2 separate regions of the Gasterosteus aculeatus genome follow, and region 2 is linked to region 1. The links are chromatin contacts, called in public Hi-C maps. All regions are on one chromosome and are shown on one strand. Each heading gives the region's core, a stretch centred on a gene start, on an enhancer-like site or on the middle of the called end of the contact. The rest is flanking DNA. Distances are from core to core; before and after follow the strand shown. Region 1 has its middle 26 kb from the start of pax3b. Region 2 has its middle 13 kb from the start of pxylp1.

What was found. A called contact is a pair of places that touch in the nucleus more often than the background predicts.
Region 2: a contact with region 1 is called in a Hi-C map of skeletal muscle, with 7 times the contacts expected there. The contact joins two enhancer-like sites. A contact is called at or near these places in 3 of 6 Hi-C or Micro-C datasets (skeletal muscle and whole body).

Annotation. Positions count from the first base shown.
Region 1 is chr1:2,144,795-2,147,494 of fGasAcu3.hap1.1, reverse strand. No RefSeq gene overlaps it. Among protein-coding and RNA genes, the nearest start is that of pax3b, 26 kb to the right of the region's middle. Within about 2 kb of position 1,389, at least 2 of the 9 cell types and tissues checked have open chromatin away from gene starts, as enhancers often do.
Region 2 is chr1:2,342,466-2,345,165 of fGasAcu3.hap1.1, reverse strand. No RefSeq gene overlaps it. Among protein-coding and RNA genes, the nearest start is that of pxylp1, 13 kb to the left of the region's middle. Within about 2 kb of position 1,250, at least 1 of the 9 cell types and tissues checked has open chromatin away from gene starts, as enhancers often do.

The sequences.
Region 1 (2,700 bases), core at 140-2,639:
CCGGTGGGTGAACGTGATGTTGGGGGAGTTAAAGTGAAGCAGAACGTTGTTTGCAGCGAGTCTCCAGCAGAGGTCTGTGTTCTGCAGGAGATGTCCCTTTCTATCCCCAAGCCATCGATGCAGGACGCTGCACATTTGGGTGCTTTAAATAATTGCTGGTATTTTACCATCTAAATTTAAATTAGTTTAAAAAATATCAAATGAATTTTATTTATTTATCATTCAAAAGTAAAACGCATTCGGGTAAACCTGCATTAAGCTCCTAAATATGTATATGACGAACATTCATTACACATAAGAAGAAAATAGAAATTTACTCAAAAAGAGACAGAAAGGGGGAAAATAAGTTAAAAAACTCTTTTTCAGTATTGTAGTTAACTGCGTTCGGGTCAGCTGCGTCAGCCGAACATGTGACTGCATTGTTTCCGACGGTCCCTGAAGGCGGCGCCGGGTGGAAATCCCGTTGGAATTTGAGCGTAACGGGCTGAAGTCGGCCGCTACACTTGGATGCGCATCGAGTGGACGTCAGTGACTCGAATACTTCTGTGTATTAAGCTGAATGAAATCAGCGTTTCCATTGAACTGAAGGAGAAATCACAACGACGTGTTTGCAGTTTGTCAAAACATCTGTGTTGTCTGGGCTGAAGTTATAGGCACGACTTGAGAAGAACACGAATCCCTCCTCGGAGAAGTGGAATTTTAATTAGTTTGCAGACTTTAATTCAGTTTGACGTGTTGGAGGCTGAGCAGCTGATCGATGTCACTCAGCTTCTTCCCCCCCGAAAGGTTTCATTTTTCTTTCTGGTTATAATCATCGGCGTCTGCTTTACTTTCCTCTTGGATTGGATTTATTGTTTATATCAACTCGTGCCCCGTTGAATGTGACAGATGATAATCAGCGCCAGCGTTTACGAACATGGTCACAAAGCCAGGTGTGTTTATTGCATATTTTACGCACGCGGTCATTTGAAAAAATATTCAGTTTAAATTATTATCGCTGGTTAACAACATCCGAGCTGACTGAGCAAAAGAGAGTCACGGAGCTTCTTTTTGTTGGCGTTAATTGTGAGGAAACCTATAAATGCGTGTAGACAAACAGCCGACACCACGCGCCTTTGTCCTGGAGACGCGAAGCTCCACAATCACCCCGAGTCCATAAAAAGACGCGCCGCGGCCTCCTCGGCTCGTCTTCCCCTTTTTGTGGCCCGTAAACTGGGATCACGCGGGTTTACCGCGGGTTGGAAATCAGTCACAGTCTGTCTAACTTAAGTGGAGCAGACAGGGATGATGGGCTTTGGGAAACCATTCATCGCGGCAAACACACACTTTTCAAGCCCCATTGAAGCGCTGACCTGCTCGGACGATCACAGGGCCGCGGGTCGGTTGCACCTCCTTTTGTCTTTGCTGATGTCGCCTCTTCTTTCTGGTCTCGTGTGAACCAACTTTCAACTTTCATATATATATATGATGTTCTGAGTGTCGTTTCTGTGCTTTTTCTAATGCACTAAAAGTGTTTAAACTCAGCGCAAAGTGAAACTCTAGAGGTGTTTGTTATTGTTGAATATTTGACATTATGTATTAATAAATAGATTGCTGACTCGCTGAACAAACTGGTGCACAAGCTAGCCACACAGGCCTGGTCACACCTCTCATTGCAATATCGGCGTTGATTAATGGAGAAATCATGTGTGCAACATTTAGGATTAAATGTTACCGAGAGCAAAGAAAGGAAAAAAAGTTGTGAGTAATAAATGTAAGTATAAAGTCCAAAGCTTTATATCAAACTCTAAATTATTTAACCAACATTTTTGATCACGCCGTAACTTATTAATGCCACATGTGCGCCTTTTACATCACATTACATCACAGGTCATTTAGCTGATGTTTTTATCCAAAGCGACAATAAGTGCATTTCAACCATAAAGAGACAAACCCAGAAGAGCAAGAAACAAGAAAGTGCAATTTCATCAAACAGGCCGATCTACAACTTGTTACAGATAAGAGACATTACAAGTACTATTTAAGTGCTACAGTTTGTTAGTGTTTTAGTGGCGGTGGAGTCTGGAGAGGTGGGTCTGTAGTCTGAAGATGTGAAGGTTCTCGCCGGTCCTGATGTCATCAGAGAGCTCGTTCCACCATTTAGGAGCAGGACAGCAAAGAGTCGCCTTCAGCCCCGTTTGTAATTGTTCCTGTCAGTTTGCGTAGTTTATGCGCACTCCACGCTTCCAAATCCAAGCTGTTTTATATTAAATGTGCGTGTTGCTTTTGCTCACATTCTCAGGTTTGTATCTGCAGTGCACACAAGCGTGTGTGTGTGTATGTGTGTGTGTGTTCCTTCATCCCTGCCAGTGTTGAGCCGAGGGCCCATCTGGCTCCTATGAGGGCCGCTGCTTCACGGTGCCTCAGCCTGATTCATGGGCGCTGGACAGCTTCAGCTGCCGTCCCGCTTCCACCGCTTTACATCACATACCTCTCCGAAAAAAAGAAAAAAACACTCCTCCTCCCGCCTCCCACCGCTCTCCCATCCGACAGGCCAGCTCCGCCGGGACGCTGTATTTCTCTGATTATGGGCAGTTCCCCACCCGTGAAACGTCGGCCGTGATTTACATTTGCTTCTGTCAATCTGCTCAACGAAATCCCTGCTTGTTCTTGGCTGCGCAAAGCCAGCGTTGTCCTTTCCTCGCTCGCTCTGCTTTTTCT
Region 2 (2,700 bases), core at 1-2,500, 200 kb before region 1:
TATGGATGTTGTATTCGTCCTGGCGGTAGGCAGCGTTTTTTTCTTGTTGACAAATGGCAACACAATCGATGCTTTCATTACAAAATGTCGTCGTGGAGGTTGTACAGAAGAAAAACTGTGTAATGAAACCGCTAAATTCATACAAAAAAGTGCCAACGCACACGTCCCGGGACCGCCCCTGAACGTCTGCGTGGAGAAACATGAGTCACGGCCTGAACTCCGGTTCACATCTCAATCCCCAAGTCGAGTCAAAGCGCTTAAAGCAATGCAAATGTATTCCCAAACTTCCCTCGGTCACGCCAGAACCTTCCCCCCGGTTCGTTTCCCCACGTAGGGCCATGACGTCGGGAGCCGACACCCCCCGCCTCTGATGTCATCCCGCCGCGCCGCGGTGGAGCAGCAATTTCCTCCCGCGCATTCAACTCCCTCAATCTTTGATGTTGTCCCGCCGCCTCCGGCTTTAGAGTCCTCCATTGCTCTCAGACTGTGTGTGTGAGAGAGAGAGAGAAGGGTGAAGACAGATCAAGGCGAATGTGTGTGTGTGTGTGCGCCTTTGTGTCTTCTCCAGAACAATGTCCGCTTGACCCTGTCCGGCTCTGAAGGTCCCGCCTGTGGATGTCCAAACACGCCGGCGTTGTGCAGCTTCTGTAGCAGCAGCGTGCGTGTGAATGAGAGATGATTGACAGCTCAGACAGTAGTTGTGGTCAAACGCTGAGGAGAAACAAAGATGAAAGACGGGGAGAGGTTGTGGTCTACGGTTTGACGTTAGCCTCCGCGCTCTCTCCCTAAAACCACAGTTCTTTGTGTTTAAGTCAAGCTAACGTCACCGCTGAGACGACTCCTGCTTCCCACGCCGGAGTGTTCTCGAGGCTCCGGTCCACCGATTCGTGAGAAAGGAGCCGGTTCGAGAGTACGTTGAAGTGAGTGTATTTCCACACAGAAGACACAACCGTTGGACAAATTAAGAGGAAGAGATTTAAACCGCTCCCGCGCATATACATAAAAAAAGCCACTGCTGAGAGCTGCGTAGAATAGCTTTGCATTAAAAAGTCAAACAGTCTCCAAAGCGTAGCTCCTGTGTGGTTGCATTGCTAACCCGTTAGCCAAGAAATAATATAGACAGAAGACATAAACCCTTCAAACCCCCTGGTTTTAGTACAGATAAGACACATAAGCTACATGTTGATACGGCGGTAACCCTTTGACAGAGCTGGGCTCACTATTTGCGTCCATTCGGAGGATGTAAGCTAACGTCGCTTTTGAACACGGTCACAGAAGCTGACAGAGCGTTTGTATTTGAACTCGTCATTCACAACATAGCAAACAAATCACGCAAAGCTTCATATAAATTACAATAAGACAAACAAATCCACGATATTTCACCATCTTCCAATCTTGTCGATCGGATTTTCTCAGCCCATGCGGCATTTTTGGGAGACGAGGTGAGAGAGGAGACCAAAAGTCCGTCTGCGTGTTCTTCGGGGTCTAAGGGGTGTTCCCAGGTATTTCGGCTTTATTAACCTCTTTGCTTAAGCCAATAACCCGGTTGTGCCAGGCGTGCACGCGCCCCCCCGTGCGAGTGTGCGTTCACCCCGGCCCGCGTGATGCTTCTCGCCGATGCACTCACCTGTGATTCATTGAGATGGGAGCGAGTTCTCGTTAGCTAAAATAATCAGGATTTATGAGTCTCCTCTCGCTGTAAGTGACGGGCCGGAGGCTTCGCGCCACACAGACGCTCACAGCCGGGCTAATTGAGTTTGCTTATTACTGTCTCGTTCCTCTATCAAGGCCTCGTTCAGACCGGTCGTCCATCACAACACACACACACACAGACACACACTCAATGAAAGAGCAGTTTGTGCCTTGGCGCCTTTCTGCACGCGGCCCTGTAGCAATTTTCCTGTCTGGCAGCGTGTGCGGTTTCCCTGTAGATGCCACGTCGTATATGAGAAGTGGACGTAGTGAACATGGCGTCACCCACCGGTTTGTGGGCCGCTGTTTTGGCCATCGCCATCTTGGATTAAGGTGGTCGCCATTTTGGGTTACGGTTTGAAACCTGTGAATAGACCAATATATGGACGGCTAAGAAGTGACGTTGAGACGCCGTATGTGTGTGTGTGCTAGGTAAACACCCTGTCAATCATAGATGCCCCGCCCTAAAGCAACCTCCCTCTTTATGGTCTGTTTGACTGTAAATGGACCATCATTTACTAATGGCGCGTTTCCACCGAGCGGTACGGTACGGGTCGGGTCTGTTAACCATGGTTTGGCGAGCGTTTCCACCGCCAACAGTACCCTTACTTGATAGGCGTGGTGTATTCGAGAAAGTAGTGATAACGTCACTTGATAGGCGCGGTATATGACGGAAAGTAGATTGACGTCATTCGATTGCGCGAAAACTGAAAGCTAACCGCAAACCACAATGGAGGACGTACAGCCGATCCTGTTCTTGCTTCTCGATATGTGGCTGTTTGTCACAAGGAGACGACAACACCTGTGCCAGGTACCCCAACGGAAGGGTACCCAAAAGGTGGTACGGTACGGTTCGGATTTTTGGTACCTGGTTTCTCAACTTTTGGCAGTGGAGACACAAATAAAAGGGTACCGACCCAACCCGTACCGTATACCGCTCGGTGGAAACGTCATAAATATCAATCATGCTGTATTGAAGAAGACTTGATCGAGACCAGAGACTGAGAC